3 separate regions of the Zea mays genome follow, and regions 1 and 3 are each linked to region 2. Evidence: chromatin contacts called from public Hi-C data. All regions are on one chromosome and are shown on one strand. The core of a region is the stretch at or near the end of the contact, and the rest is flanking DNA. Distances in the headings are between cores, read along the strand shown.

Region 1 (4,016 bases), core at 43-2,542, 320 kb before region 2:
TGACTCTAAATACCAATTACGAAGAGATCCTATAGGAATGCTTGAAGCTCTTCTTTGGAGGACAAACTCTACATTTGCTATCTCTGAACATGGAGCACGGAGTAACATATATGATGAGGGGAAAGCTATTGTTCAAAAGCACAAGGCTACCCCTGAAGAGGTAGAGGTACAATTGACTCGGTATCGTCAAGATGGAATGCCGGACACAAAAAGATTGCACGGACTGAAAGGTCAGTCTGTTAATCTTTCTCAAACAATTGTTCTTTTGCTCCTGTGGAATATCTCTGTATATGTTTTCCGAACTGTTATAATGAATTTACCCGTTTGATTTTTCAGCTCTAGCCGAAGCCTCTGTTATTGTGAGGGAACTCACCCCTGCAACGAACCATTTCATGTGTGCTTGGTTTAATGAAGTGGTTCGCTTCACATCTCGTGATCAGCTCAGTTTTCCATACGTTTTGTGGCGGCTAAACATGCATGGATTGAGCATGTTTCCTGTATGCACTCGCAGGGATCTTGTGAATAGTTTGGGTCACACAAGGAAAGTAAAACCTCTTACACAGACAAATTCAGGGTCTTCTACTACTTCGTAACCTTCCTCCCAGTTCATTTGCTGGTAGCCAACTAACCATTGATTTACATATGGTTCTAATCGTCGATACTCGACATCTCTGGTTCACAATTTTGTTGTTGTATATTATCATCTTTGCGTTCTTCCTGCGAGGGAATCCTGGATCTGAACCAGAAACACGTTAAGCTGTTGCTTCACTGCAACGCAATCACACGATGTTGCCACTATATATGTAAAAGATATGCTTTCTTTGGTTAGAAGAGAATGAACACTTTTCTGCCTCCTTTCCGTTTCCTGATGGAACATGTGAAAATGGTGTCCGTTATCAATTAATTCGGCTTCTGCTGCTGATGGTTGTCGCGGAAACTAGCAGCAATGGAAGTTCTGTTCCCGTCATTTTATTTGGACTCGAGAATTTCTCTGATTACCGATGTTTCTAATTGGTACTTGAACAGCGGAATCGTTTGAAAAAAATATGGTCCTGTCTGAAGCTATATTTTGTTAATGCAGCTCCCTTTGCCCAATAGTAATACATTGAATTTCTTTTTTTTAGATGGAATTATGGAACCGCCATTATTCTGAGTTTGGGAAGAGTTTCAAAGGAAGCGTTTAAATCTCAGATGAGCTGATAAGGTGTCGTAATGGGCCAAATCTGCATTTCGTTCTGAGCCCATGAAGCCCATATGTTCTTGTTAACCTTTCCCTGTTCTTTGTCTCCTATCCCCTTATCCGCTTGACGCTCCCCACTGCGCCTAAAAATGGCCGCGTCCCACTGAACCAACCGTCTGCACATCCTCCTCCTGTTGCCGCTCGCTCGCCGTGCCGCAATGGCTACGGCCGTCGCCTCCCATACGTTGCTCTCCTCCGCCTTCGCCCCGCGCCACTACCACCGCCGCCTGACCCGGACCGCGTCCGTGGGGCCGCGCCGGGCCGCCCCGGTGGGACTGGCCGTGCGGTGCGAGAAGAGCGACAAGCAGAAGAGGCAGCCGCTCGCCGCGCTCGTGCCCCGCGAGCAGCGCTTCATGTTCGAGGGAGACGAGCTCTGCGGCCCCGTACGACGCTCTCTCTTCCTCTCTTGAAACAATGTGCACATTTTCACAGCTCGTTTTGCAGGATTGTAACCCTGGACTGACAGTGTCCATCCTATTTTGTTCATGTTTCACCGTGGCCATCTTAATCCACCTCAGAGGCTTCGACTATCCTTTTATGTGCATGATGAAGGGCAATCAAGTTACAATAGAACTGCGTACATTATATATGTTATCTGCCATGTGCCATCATATCCAAAATTACCCATGGGCTGTTTGTGGTGAGAGAGAATTCATTAAAAATGAGCTTAATTGGACATGCAAGTCAAAGTGAACTGATGGTTGCCAACCAGCCTGTTCATAATTGTGACTTGTTTAGGATCAGTTACTAATACTATGGGTACAAAGTGAATGGTTTGTTTGTACTATGCCTTGTTCTTTCTTCTAATGAATTACTCCACAAGTAATTGTGTCTACTGAAATCTGATTCAGTGATTTAATTTGCAGGACATATGGAATACAACCTGGTATCCTAAGGCTGCAGATCATGTAACTACCGAGAAGACATGGTATGTTGTTGATGCAACAGACAAGATCCTAGGCAGGCTAGCATCCACCATTGCAGTACATATCAGGGGAAAGAATGAACCCACTTACACTCCTAGTGTAGACATGGGAGCTTTTGTTATTGTGGTAAGCGTTCTCTCAATACCTATAGTGTTTGGAATCCCTACAGTTAACAGGTAGCCAGCTAACAAATTGTTAGCTGGGTTGAGCCAGCTAATGAACTAATTGTTAACTGTGAGTTAGCTAACAATTAGTTGTGGGTGTTTGGAACCTGTATAGCTAATTTTAGCAGCTAACTATTAGCTGTAGAGGTTCCAAACAGGGCCTTAGTATACATGCTTTACTTCCCTCAGATTATTTGGTACTGAGGTGAGTAACCTTCCTCAAATAATCTTCAACTGTAGTTGTGTTTAATGTTTATGTTAGCATAGTCCTTTTGTGACTGGTGCATCTCTAAAGGCTCATTACCACGTATTCCCTCAGTTCCAAGTTATAAGACTTTTTGGATTTTTTTTGGATCCATTACTTTTGCTACGCACTTAGACATAATTCATGTCCAGATATTTAGTAACAACTATGTATCTAGAATTACCAAAACATCTTATAATTTGGAACAGATGGAGTAGATGATATGCATTATTGTGTTACACTACAATGCTGAGAGTCATTAACAACCTTTTCTATTCACATAGGTCAATGCAGATAAGGTTGCTGTTTCTGGTAAAAAGCGGTCACAAAAGCTTTATAGGAGGCACTCCGGAAGGCCTGGAGGGATGAAAGAAGAAACTTTTGACCAACTTCAGAAAAGAATTCCAGAGAGAATCATTGAACATGCGGTTCGTGGCATGCTCCCCAAGGGAAGGGTAAGAAAAAACATCTACTAGCTGATTGCCTCAGGTCTACATGTTCTCTTTCTCGTTTTAGTGCGCATGTTATAATGTATGCCAAATATGAAAATGACAACCAAATTTCCTGGTGACCTTTATTTTAAGGTCCCAAAAATTACAATTTGGTATTAGTTAGCAGATGTGAATTTTTTCTTTTGAGATTGAGAACTACTATAGTTAATGGTGAGGCCTTGTTCGGTTATTTCAATTCCATGTGGATTGGTGTGTTGGGATGGATTGGGATGGATTTTGACTTGCTATGGATTTAAACCGACTCAATACCACTCAATCCACATGGATTAACGGCGAAACGAACAAGCCCTGAAGTGTATTGCAGTCAGAACATTGCTCATGCATCAGCATGTACCTCCCAGTGAAAGCGTGACATTCAGAATAAATCACAGTACTAAATTCAAGGGAATGTTGTTATTGAACAAAATTAACAAGTCCAGATTGAATTAGTTAATTATCTTGCCGATCTTTTTTTTTCTAAGTTCGCAAAGGTGTGTTGCATGAACTCCATAAAAATTGCCTATTAACCTTTTTCTTGCAAATTGCTTCTTAGTTCAATTGTTTGGTAGTATGGATGCGTTTACTGAAACTCACATTATGGCAGGCAAATATCTTGTTATCTGAAGCATCCCCCCTAACCATTCCATTTTTCTTGTTGATGGCAAATTTGATTTAACTTAGTTTTGTTATGTGCTATATACTTGTTATATTTACATTTATATGCTCACCTTTTTTGCCAATTTGCAGCTGGGAAGAAGATTATTTACCCACCTCAAGGTATACAAAGGGACAGAACATCCGCACGAGGCTCAAAAACCTGTCCCACTCCCGATCAGGGATAAAAGAATACAAAAAACTGGATAGAGAATTCATCGACTGAAAAGGATGCAGTGGCGAATTCCTCCCCAGAAGGTTTTGCCCTTTGTTTGGAATGCTATCCTCATAACCATG
Region 2 (4,433 bases), core at 752-3,251:
CAAACGCCTCGACTAGGTTACATGTTTTGCAGCTATCAAACCTACTATATATCATTTCACATCCTCGGATTCAAAATTTCAAACATGGTACTAGTGTGCCGTAAACGAAAACCGGACGGGAAGGAGCCCCACCCCCAATCTACTCTACTCCGATTCGAATTCTTGAGGCACGCTGCATTGCATGGCTAAAAGTGAGCCTACAGCTTTGCTACGGCAGGAAAAAAAAGGACAACAAAAAGGGAGACGGCGATTTTTTGAACGGAGACGACCGAGCACATGCACATGGACGAGAGTACGAGACCGCCGATGATGAATCGACTGCCCTGGCGGCATGTGTCTGATGAATGGATGAATTAAAGACGTTGCTATCAGAAGAGCTTGCCTTTTGGGATGCATGGAGCCATGGACCAGCTGACTGACCTGCACTGCATTGCATGCCCGGGTGCCACAGAACAGAGCCGTGTCATGTGTAAGCGCTGCGCTGGGCATGTAGCTTGAACCAAAGGTGTACTAGACCTCGCCTCGTCCGACCGACGCCAAGCAGACCACGCGTACTGGAAAGCGGAAACCTCTGTAGTAGGCTTGTAGCATTGTGAGACAGTAATGCGACCTCCGCAACACAAGCATTAGTTGTGAATACTTCATTCACAGAAACAGCGTGCCGCGCGCATCAGAAGCTTTTAGAAGCACGCAGGCGGACCTCGATCAGTCTTTTTTACTGCTTACCGTCCCCAGAAGTTTGTCGCATCGCCGCATCTGCTCAGGACCATCGGTTTTTTTTTTTACTTTTTACTCCTTTACTATTACCATGGACCGCCGTCGTGTCGCCGGTCAGAAAACTGGAAAAGGCGCCGGGTGGCAGGACGCCCGGACGCCGTTCGATTCAAACAATGAAGCCGCGAGGCCAGGCGGTGCTCGCTTCGGCTTCGCTGCTGCGCACCAGCAGAGGCGGCGCAGCGAGAAATAACGGGAACAGTAGCCGGGAGCAGACATGTCCGAATTTCCCAATCTGCGCTGCGCGTGTCTGCCACTGCCACTCGCGCGCTGCTTCTGCACTTCTGTGCGACTGTCTGTCGGTGGGTGGCGCGAGCTCCTCCGCCTCCGGGATGAGAAGAAGAAACGCATGGCGCGTGGCGGTGTTTTTGTGTGTGCATGCATGGTCCATGGGCCATGGGGTGTGTGTGTGTGTGAGGTTGCTCGTTGGAGGTGCTTTGTGTGTCTGTCGTTGTGTGCCAGTGCCACGACCAGCAATTGGAGGAGCGTGCACGCAAAGATGGCCCTAGCGAAATCCATGCGCGCAGGCCGCAGGCGCACGCACGCACGCACGCACGCAAAGGTCTGTCGGGCGGGTCACACCGGATCTTAAGCAGTTGAACTAGTGCCAGCCATGCACAGCCAATCTCCTGATCTGATATTAGGTGGGACGATGTCCAAGATCTTGGTAAGCACAGAATCCGCCCGCACACTCGCTCGGGCCCATGTTCCGGCAGGCACTGCACATACTCCTGCAAGGCTGCAGTGCGGTACGACCGGCACTTGTTCTTTAATCTGCATGGCCCCCCTATTAGAAAAAAAGAAGAAGAAAAAACAGCGAGAGATAGTAGCAGCACGCTGTTACACTTGTACTCCTTTCCTGCCCAGAGGGCTTCAAAATCACTGGCATCAATCACGGAAATCAATCAGCCATAGCCCAGGAGCACGCATGCACGAGAAAGAAGCGCCGAGAAAGAAAAAAAGTGAAACAGGCACTTTCGCCCCTACTTCTTGTGGCGTGGCAGAAAGCTCTCACCACTTCACAGTTCAAAACTCAAGTTGCGTTGCAAATCTCTTTCTTTCGTTTTGTTCTACGGAAAGTTGCAAATCTCCGATAGCACCCAGACGGCTCACGGCCACACCAACCACCTCACATTCCCCATGAGCCTTGAGCCCGCCAAAAACCTCCCACTTTAAAATCCCAGCCCCTCTCAAACACTGCCCTGCAGCCTCCAAGGTGAAGAGCCAGCCAAAGCGCCCAAGCTACGAAACGCCAACTCGTCAAGAACCCCAGTTGTTGCCCGGCCGCGCAGCCATGAGGTGGGGACTTAGAAGCAGCTGTAAGCAACGGCACAAGGAATCCCTGCAACCACTGGAGCAAGAGAGCAAGGGGAAGAGCAAGGCCAGCTTCTCGTCCTTCTTGCCCCTGGCATGGCTTGCCAAGCTCACGGCCAGGAACGGCGTGCCCGCTACCAAGGTCGTGCATGCGACGTCGTCCGCGGCGAAGAACACGGCTCAGGCCGCCACCGCATTCCCGTCCTGCTTCCACAAGCCCGCCAGCCCCAGCACCGCGTCGGCGTCGCGAAGCAGCCTGAGCCTGGCCTCTTCGTCATCATCCGCCGCCGACGCAGAGGCAGCCGGCATTGTCCCTTGCCGTCGCGACGACGCTACCGGCGGGGACACGGTGGCAGGCATCGCCCCGCGCCGCCGCTCGGTGGGCAACGATGACGCCAGGACCGAGGCCGCGACCGCGACCGCGCGGCAGCTGTACCACAGTCGTCGCCACTACTCGGTCGGTGGCGACCGCGACCTTCCTCACCTCGGCCACCTCGTCTCCCTCTCCCCGAACCCGAAGGCGGCGCCGCCGACACCGGCGCCGGTGCGGACGCTGACGCCGACGCTGCCCCCACTGCCTTCCGATTCCGACACGGACGAGGAGAAGCGGACGACGGCACGGAACCGCCGGCGCCGGCGCCGGCGCGCCGTCAGCGGGCGGCGGTCGTTCTCCTCGGCGAAGGCCACGGTGCGTGTGCGCTCGCCTAGGCCGCCTGCCGCGGCGGTGTCGGAGCTGGAGCGGTTCGCGGTGGTGCGGCGGACGCGGGACCCGCATCGCGCGTTCCGGGCGTCCATGGTGGAGATGATCGCGAGCAAGCGCATGGTGGGGCGTCCCGACGAGCTGGAGACGCTGCTGGCGTGCTACCTGTCGCTCAACGCCGACGAGCACCACGACTGCATCGTCAAGGTCTTCCGGCAGGTCTGGTTCGAGCTCAACAACGCCTCCCGTGCCACTGCCACCGCCCCGCCGCAGCGCACTGCGCACCTGAGCGGCTGAGCCTGCTGGCTGCTGCCGTGCTACCAGACCACCAACCGGCTCGGAATCCGCACCGCACCCCTGCGGGCGTCGGCATCCATCATGGCGTGTCCGGAGCCGACGTGGACGCTGATTTCCACGCGTTATTTTTCTGGGCCTACGTGCCGACGTGGCCTTTTCACGCGTGGCCGCGGAAAAGCTGTGGCCTGTTGCTGTGAGGGCGTACCCGCCCTCGCTTTTGAGGTGCTCTGTTGTTTGCGGGCGTGCGCGCACTGCAGTATTGCGTGCTTCTTGAGTCTTGAGTATTGTGTGTTTGTCAGCCCAGCTTCAGGTAGTGAAATGCATGAAAGGGACAAAAATAACGCTACTCGTTTCATGCACTTGGAACCGTATGCTCCAGTCCTGTAATTTGGCGGCATGTATCGCATGCAAAAGATTCCAAGATCTCCAGTTTCTAGAGTTCAAATAGCTGCCGACTTCCGGCTTTTGTTTGAAAGTGTGAACAGTTGATGTGGCCAGAGGCACCAGGCCTCACAGTTTTCCAGGTTCTTTTTTCTCCTTTCACTGTTTTCGTTTTTGTTCGTTTGTTGTTTTATATTGTGGACGTAAGGAAGGACACGCAACTCATAGGGCTGTGCGTGAAGTCCTGAACTCGCAAATTGTTCAGGATAGGAAACGGACGGCGACAGATTTATCCAGTCTACTTCTACAGTCACACGGTAAAAAAAAGCTAAAACTATACATAAACAAGGATTCAAATCATTGTTGTATGGCTGTTAGTTCCAAACCACATCACCTATCTAACCAATAGAACATATATGTATTTATGTTTTATAATTTATATTCTTGGCTAATGCTAAATGGAAACCACGACAATGTATTGTGCACAGAGTAAACGTAGACAATGTAAGATAAAATTGACTTGTAAATTGTAATACATATGTTGTCTGTAAACTTAGACAATTTAAGAAAAAAATGACTTGTGAGAGTATCTCCAACAATTCCTTGAACTAGTGTCTCAAATTAAAATATAGGGTTATACACGGAAAAAAACTACTCAACAGTGACTCATTTTGTAAAATTTTGTCAAAAACATATAGGGCACCATCTCAAGTGTCTCAAATATACTACATTCTAATGGGCCGCCTTATAATGTTAGAGCCGAATATTTTGATGGTGCCCTAAATCATATAAAACTGTTGAATGTGTCATCGGTGATGGTCACACTTAAACTGGTGACCTATTAAATTATTAATATATTTAGAAAGTAAACATATAGAGAACTGTTAGAGAAGATGGGCTTTTTTTTTCTTTTCTATATTATTTGAGCACTCGCTAAATCTAGAATTTAGGTATATTATAATTGCAA
Region 3 (4,582 bases), core at 695-3,194, 310 kb after region 2:
TTGTTCCCCTTGCCAACACATATGTGTTGTACAATATGGTGAAGGGCGCGACCCTTGCAACGAATGGGGGGTGCTTGCCTTACGTTGCAAGTGATGGCAACTTCTTCGATCGTCGTGGCCTCCCTGCCTGTTGACACAATGGTCGACCCTCCTATGGCGGGAGTGCCGACCTCTCCAACAGCTCAAGAGTTGGTTGGCGCGACTGTCCTCGAGGTGGTCCTCCTTGATGCTCCTGCCGTAGCATCCAACCTAGAGAGAGTCTCGTTGCCGGGGTTGACGGCTCAGGGTGGAGGTGACGTTCATCACCCTGTCACCGACATCCTAGGGCATCTTGCCCCTGAGTGCTGTGGTGGCGGTCGGTCAATTCGGGTTGGCGTCATCGTCCATGGAGGTTATTGGGTCCCAGGTGTGTCCTCCACCGACCGTCGTCGCTTCAACTTCTGCGAGGGTTGTGTCGTATGTTGTGCACGAGGGGAGTCGCGAGGGCCTTCCACTGCCCCTCGAAGGCTTGGAGGCAAGGGAGACTAAGGTGGAGGAGTGGCAGTGCATTGGATAGGCCTCGACCCGGGGTGGCATGAGCCTGGAGACCATCGAGCACATGCTTGGTAATTTTGGAGAGGCAATTTTGATTGCTTGGGCGTCGATGACTCGAGATTTTGTTCCTTTTGGTCTGATGAGCGTCGCAAGGTAGGAAGAACAGAAGCCAAGCCCACAGGGACAGGAAAAATGCACTGCAGCAAGACGCGCGCGTGTATATATAAGCACGAGGCAACCTAACCAGTAATCTATTGCCCTTTCAAAGGACTCTGTTTTTTTATTTCTGCCTCTTCTGAATTTTCCGAAGACATGAGCTTCTAGCCTGTTGCAAGTGGTAAATCCCTTGTGCTTGAAGGCTGCAATATAGTGGTTCCGTTGCAACACACGGGCACTCATCTAGTTTCTTATAAGCATAAAAAAAGCAGGATCATCTCATTGATTTTTTAGGATAAACTCATAATTGAGGATAAGTCAATCAGTTATACTGAACATTATGTTGCATAACATGTAGATAAGGACACGAAAACATAGAAAGTTTCTCAGTTATATTTACCCATCAACATGAAATAAAAAACAACAAAGATGTCATAGTGATGTTTGTTTCAACTTACCAAGGGTGACCATGTCGTATTTATAATAATATTATATATTTATATCGTCAATAGAATATTAGTGTTACGGTGATATTTTAGCACACCGATTTTTTATATCATACTGATGTTTATCGTTTTGTATCTATATTTTATATTTGTTTTATAATAATATTAGATATTTATTTCGTCAATAGAATATTAATGTTATGATGATACTTTACTATATTGATTTTACATATGATAGTGATGTTACTCCTTCCGTATCTATATTTTATATTAGTTTTTATCTCCTGGCAACACGGTCACAACAGAAGAGAAGTTTTTCAGACCGATTCCAGGATCGATTTTTTTTTTATATCTGGGCTAAGACATCAGGTAGAGATTGTTTAACCTTTGCGGCTTTCCGCACTGACGGACCCACCCCCACCGCATCAACGGAACCTACCAACCACCCCCGTGCTCCGACCCCCCATCTGCCCGTCTTCCAGGTTACGCCCCGCGCGGCCGCGCGCGCGGAAGCTGTATCACCCCACCCGTCGACGTCGTCTTCGCTTCGAAACCCCGCAAAACCCCGCGGAAAAAACCCACCTGCTGCACGCACGCACCCCCTCCCTCTCCCTCCCCATGGCGCCTCCCCTCACCCAACTCTTTGCTTCCATTCTTTCCATCCACCCGCCAATGCGACGCCGACGCCGCAACTCCACCCACCGCCTGCCAGCGCCACCTCACCGCACCGCTTCCATCACCCCGCGATCATGGGCTACCGCTATATCACCACGCCTCCAACCTCCGGCACGCTTAGCCTCTCTCTCCCATTCTCTCACACCCAACACCCAGCTATCACACCCTGATCCCCGAGGCCGCGCGTCGGGGTGAGGAGGAGGGGCCATGATGGAGTCGGCGGCGGCCCAGTCCTGCGCGGCGTGCGGGGACGACGCGCGCGCTGCCTGCCGCGCGTGCAGCTACGCGCTCTGCAGGGCGTGCCTCGACGAGGACGCCGCCGAGGGCCGCACCACATGCGCGCGCTGCGGAGGGGACTACGCCGCTATCAACCCAGGTGCGTCGCGAGTATCGGAATCGTACTGTTTTCTTTTGCCGGTTTTCGGGAGGTAATGCTAACGTGTATGCGACCGCTCTCTGTTCCAGCGCGCGCCAGCGAGGGAACCGAGGCGGAGGAGGAGGTGGTGGAGAACCACCACACCGCCGGTGGCCTGCGTGAGAGGGTCACCATGGGCAGCCACCTCAATGATCGCCAGGTGGTTTTCCCCTCTCTGTTTGTTCAGTTCAGTGTGCCACTGCAACTGATGTCTCTAGAAAACTCTGGTCATTTTTTACTTTGTGGGTAACTGAGTTTTGCTGGAATAGGATGAAGTAAGCCACGCCAGGACCATGAGCAGCTTGTCGGGAATTGGTAGTGGTAAGGTTACTTGCTTCATAATTTACGTCCTGTTTCCTTTGTTTCTGATGGTGTGGGGGTAGTGAAATTTCAACCCTTACTATGAATTTGCAGAATTGAATGATGAATCTGGTAAGCCCATCTGGAAGAACAGGGTGGAGAGTTGGAAGGAAAAGAAGAATGAGAAGAAAGCCTCGGCCAAAAAGACTGCAGCTAAAGCACAGCCTCCGCCTGTCGAAGAACAGATCATGGATGAAAAAGAGTAAGGATGAAGCGTCCATTTATAGATCTTTCTTTATGACTCGTTGAGGTGCCTATCCTTCTCCATGCATAGAGTGATATTATAAATGAACTGCGAATGTTAAATGATACTTGATTAGGTGAAACTAAGAATGCTTTTAGCTGATCATTGTTCTAATATAATGGCAACATTGAGGTTCTCTCACATACGTCAAAGTTAGCTTTATCTTACTAGATCCCAGAACTTGTGTGATGAAATTGAACTTGCTGTGCCGTGTATATACTGTTTTTAGGACATTAAAGCATGGACTTCGCTATACTGGAGTAGAAATTAGTAAACCAAAGCACTGAAATAATTGTGGATGGTGACATACATATTTATGTTTCATATCTCATTATCAGGCCTCATTTTAACCTAACTCAACACGACGACACCTCAATCAGATACTAAGCCTGGCCTATTGACATTTATTTATTTAGTACCACTAGCGTTTCCCAAGATCTGGTTTTCTGTTCAATCTAGCACAAGTGAACTCTATCCTAGCCTATTTCGCAATATTTTTAACTCTGTACCTAATTTCTGATAAGATGCCTGAAAGGTCTCAATCTCATCATTTATTGTTTGAAGCCTTTGTGATAACTTTCACTAAAATGTGACGTTTCTATCTCTGTACATGTTGTAACAACAAACAATTTTGCAGCTTGACAGATGCATATGAGCCACTCTCCCGGGTCATCCCAATATCAAAGAACAAGCTCACACCTTACAGAGCAGTGATCATTATGCGGTTAATTGTTCTTGGGCTCTTCTTTCACTACCGTATCACCAATCCTGTTAACAGTGCCTTTGGTCTCTGGATGACATCAGTTATATGTGAGATCTGGTTTGGTTTCTCCTGGATATTGGATCAATTCCCGAAGTGGTATCCTATCAATCGTGAGACTTATGTTGATAGGCTGATTGCACGGTATGTTTGTTAGAGCCTACTAGCACATAAGAATCATATATATGCATCAACAACCATCAGGATCTGATAAGCCTTGTCTCATGTTTGTTACAGATATGGAGATGGTGAAGAATCTGGGTTAGCACCTGTAGATTTCTTTGTCAGTACAGTGGATCCATTGAAAGAGCCTCCACTAATCACTGCAAACACTGTGCTGTCTATTCTTGCTGTGGACTATCCCGTTGAGAAGATCTCATGCTATGTATCTGATGATGGTTCTGCTATGCTCACATTTGAATCGCTCGCAGAGACTGCAGAATATGCTAGAAAGTGGGTGCCGTTTTGCAAGAAGTACGCCATTGAGCCACGAGCTCCTGAGTTCTACTTCTCACAGAAAATTGACTACTTGAAGGACAAGATACACCCATCTTTTGTCAAGGAGCGTAGGGCTATGAAGGTAGATCTTGGTTGCACGTTTGAACAACATTCATTTTTTTACTGGTTATGCTCTTTGTTTTTATACAAATAATGTTATGTACTTGTGTTTACACAGAGAGACTATGAAGAGTACAAGGTGAGGATAAATGCTTTGGTTGCCAAGGCTCAAAAGACACCTGATGAAGGCTGGATCATGCAAGACGGTACACCATGGCCTGGGAACAATCCTCGTGACCACCCTGGCATGATCCAGGTAGTTTGATTTTTACTAGTGAAATATCAGCATGTGAGATTCGTGGTCATACTGAGTTATTGCAGGATGGTATTCTACTTCTTGTTTGGAACTGATTGCTGAAATTTATAATGACTAGTTAATTCTTTTAGGATATAAATCAAGTCATGAATATTTCTTGCATCTTGGTCAATACTCA

Evidence for each region. Hi-C and Micro-C count contacts between places; a contact is called where the count stands out from the background.
Region 1: a Hi-C map of leaf shows a contact between it and region 2, with 5 times the contacts expected there. The contact joins the promoter of LOC100192010 here to the promoter of LOC100383186 in region 2. A contact is called at or near these places in 6 of 25 Hi-C or Micro-C datasets (bundle sheath, ear, leaf and 1 more).
Region 3: a Hi-C map of leaf shows a contact between it and region 2, with 2.8 times the contacts expected there. The contact joins the promoter of LOC542139 here to the promoter of LOC100383186 in region 2. A contact is called at or near these places in 9 of 25 Hi-C or Micro-C datasets (bundle sheath, ear, leaf and 3 more).

What each region holds. Positions count from the first base shown.
Region 1 is chr3:202,897,637-202,901,652 of Zm-B73-REFERENCE-NAM-5.0, forward strand. LOC100192010 (50S ribosomal protein L13, chloroplastic-like) reads left to right here and starts at 1,293. Exons shown (of 4, transcript NM_001137434.3): 1 at 1,293-1,623; 2 at 2,107-2,292; 3 at 2,859-3,029; 4 at 3,813-4,016. The coding sequence starts at 1,399. The coding sequence ends at 3,929. It overlaps LOC100285659, which reads left to right. Exons shown (of 6, transcript NM_001158550.2): 5 at 1-230; 6 at 337-978. The coding sequence ends at 593.
Region 2 is chr3:203,213,217-203,217,649 of Zm-B73-REFERENCE-NAM-5.0, forward strand. LOC100383186 reads left to right here and starts at 2,002. Exons shown (of 1, transcript NM_001175849.1): 1 at 2,002-3,527. The coding sequence starts at 2,069. The coding sequence ends at 3,085.
Region 3 is chr3:203,528,037-203,532,618 of Zm-B73-REFERENCE-NAM-5.0, forward strand. LOC542139 (cellulose synthase 11) reads left to right here and starts at 1,945. Exons shown (of 13, transcript NM_001111766.2): 1 at 1,945-2,187; 2 at 2,277-2,386; 3 at 2,496-2,547; 4 at 2,641-2,788; 5 at 3,468-3,734; 6 at 3,828-4,170; 7 at 4,267-4,404. The coding sequence starts at 2,019.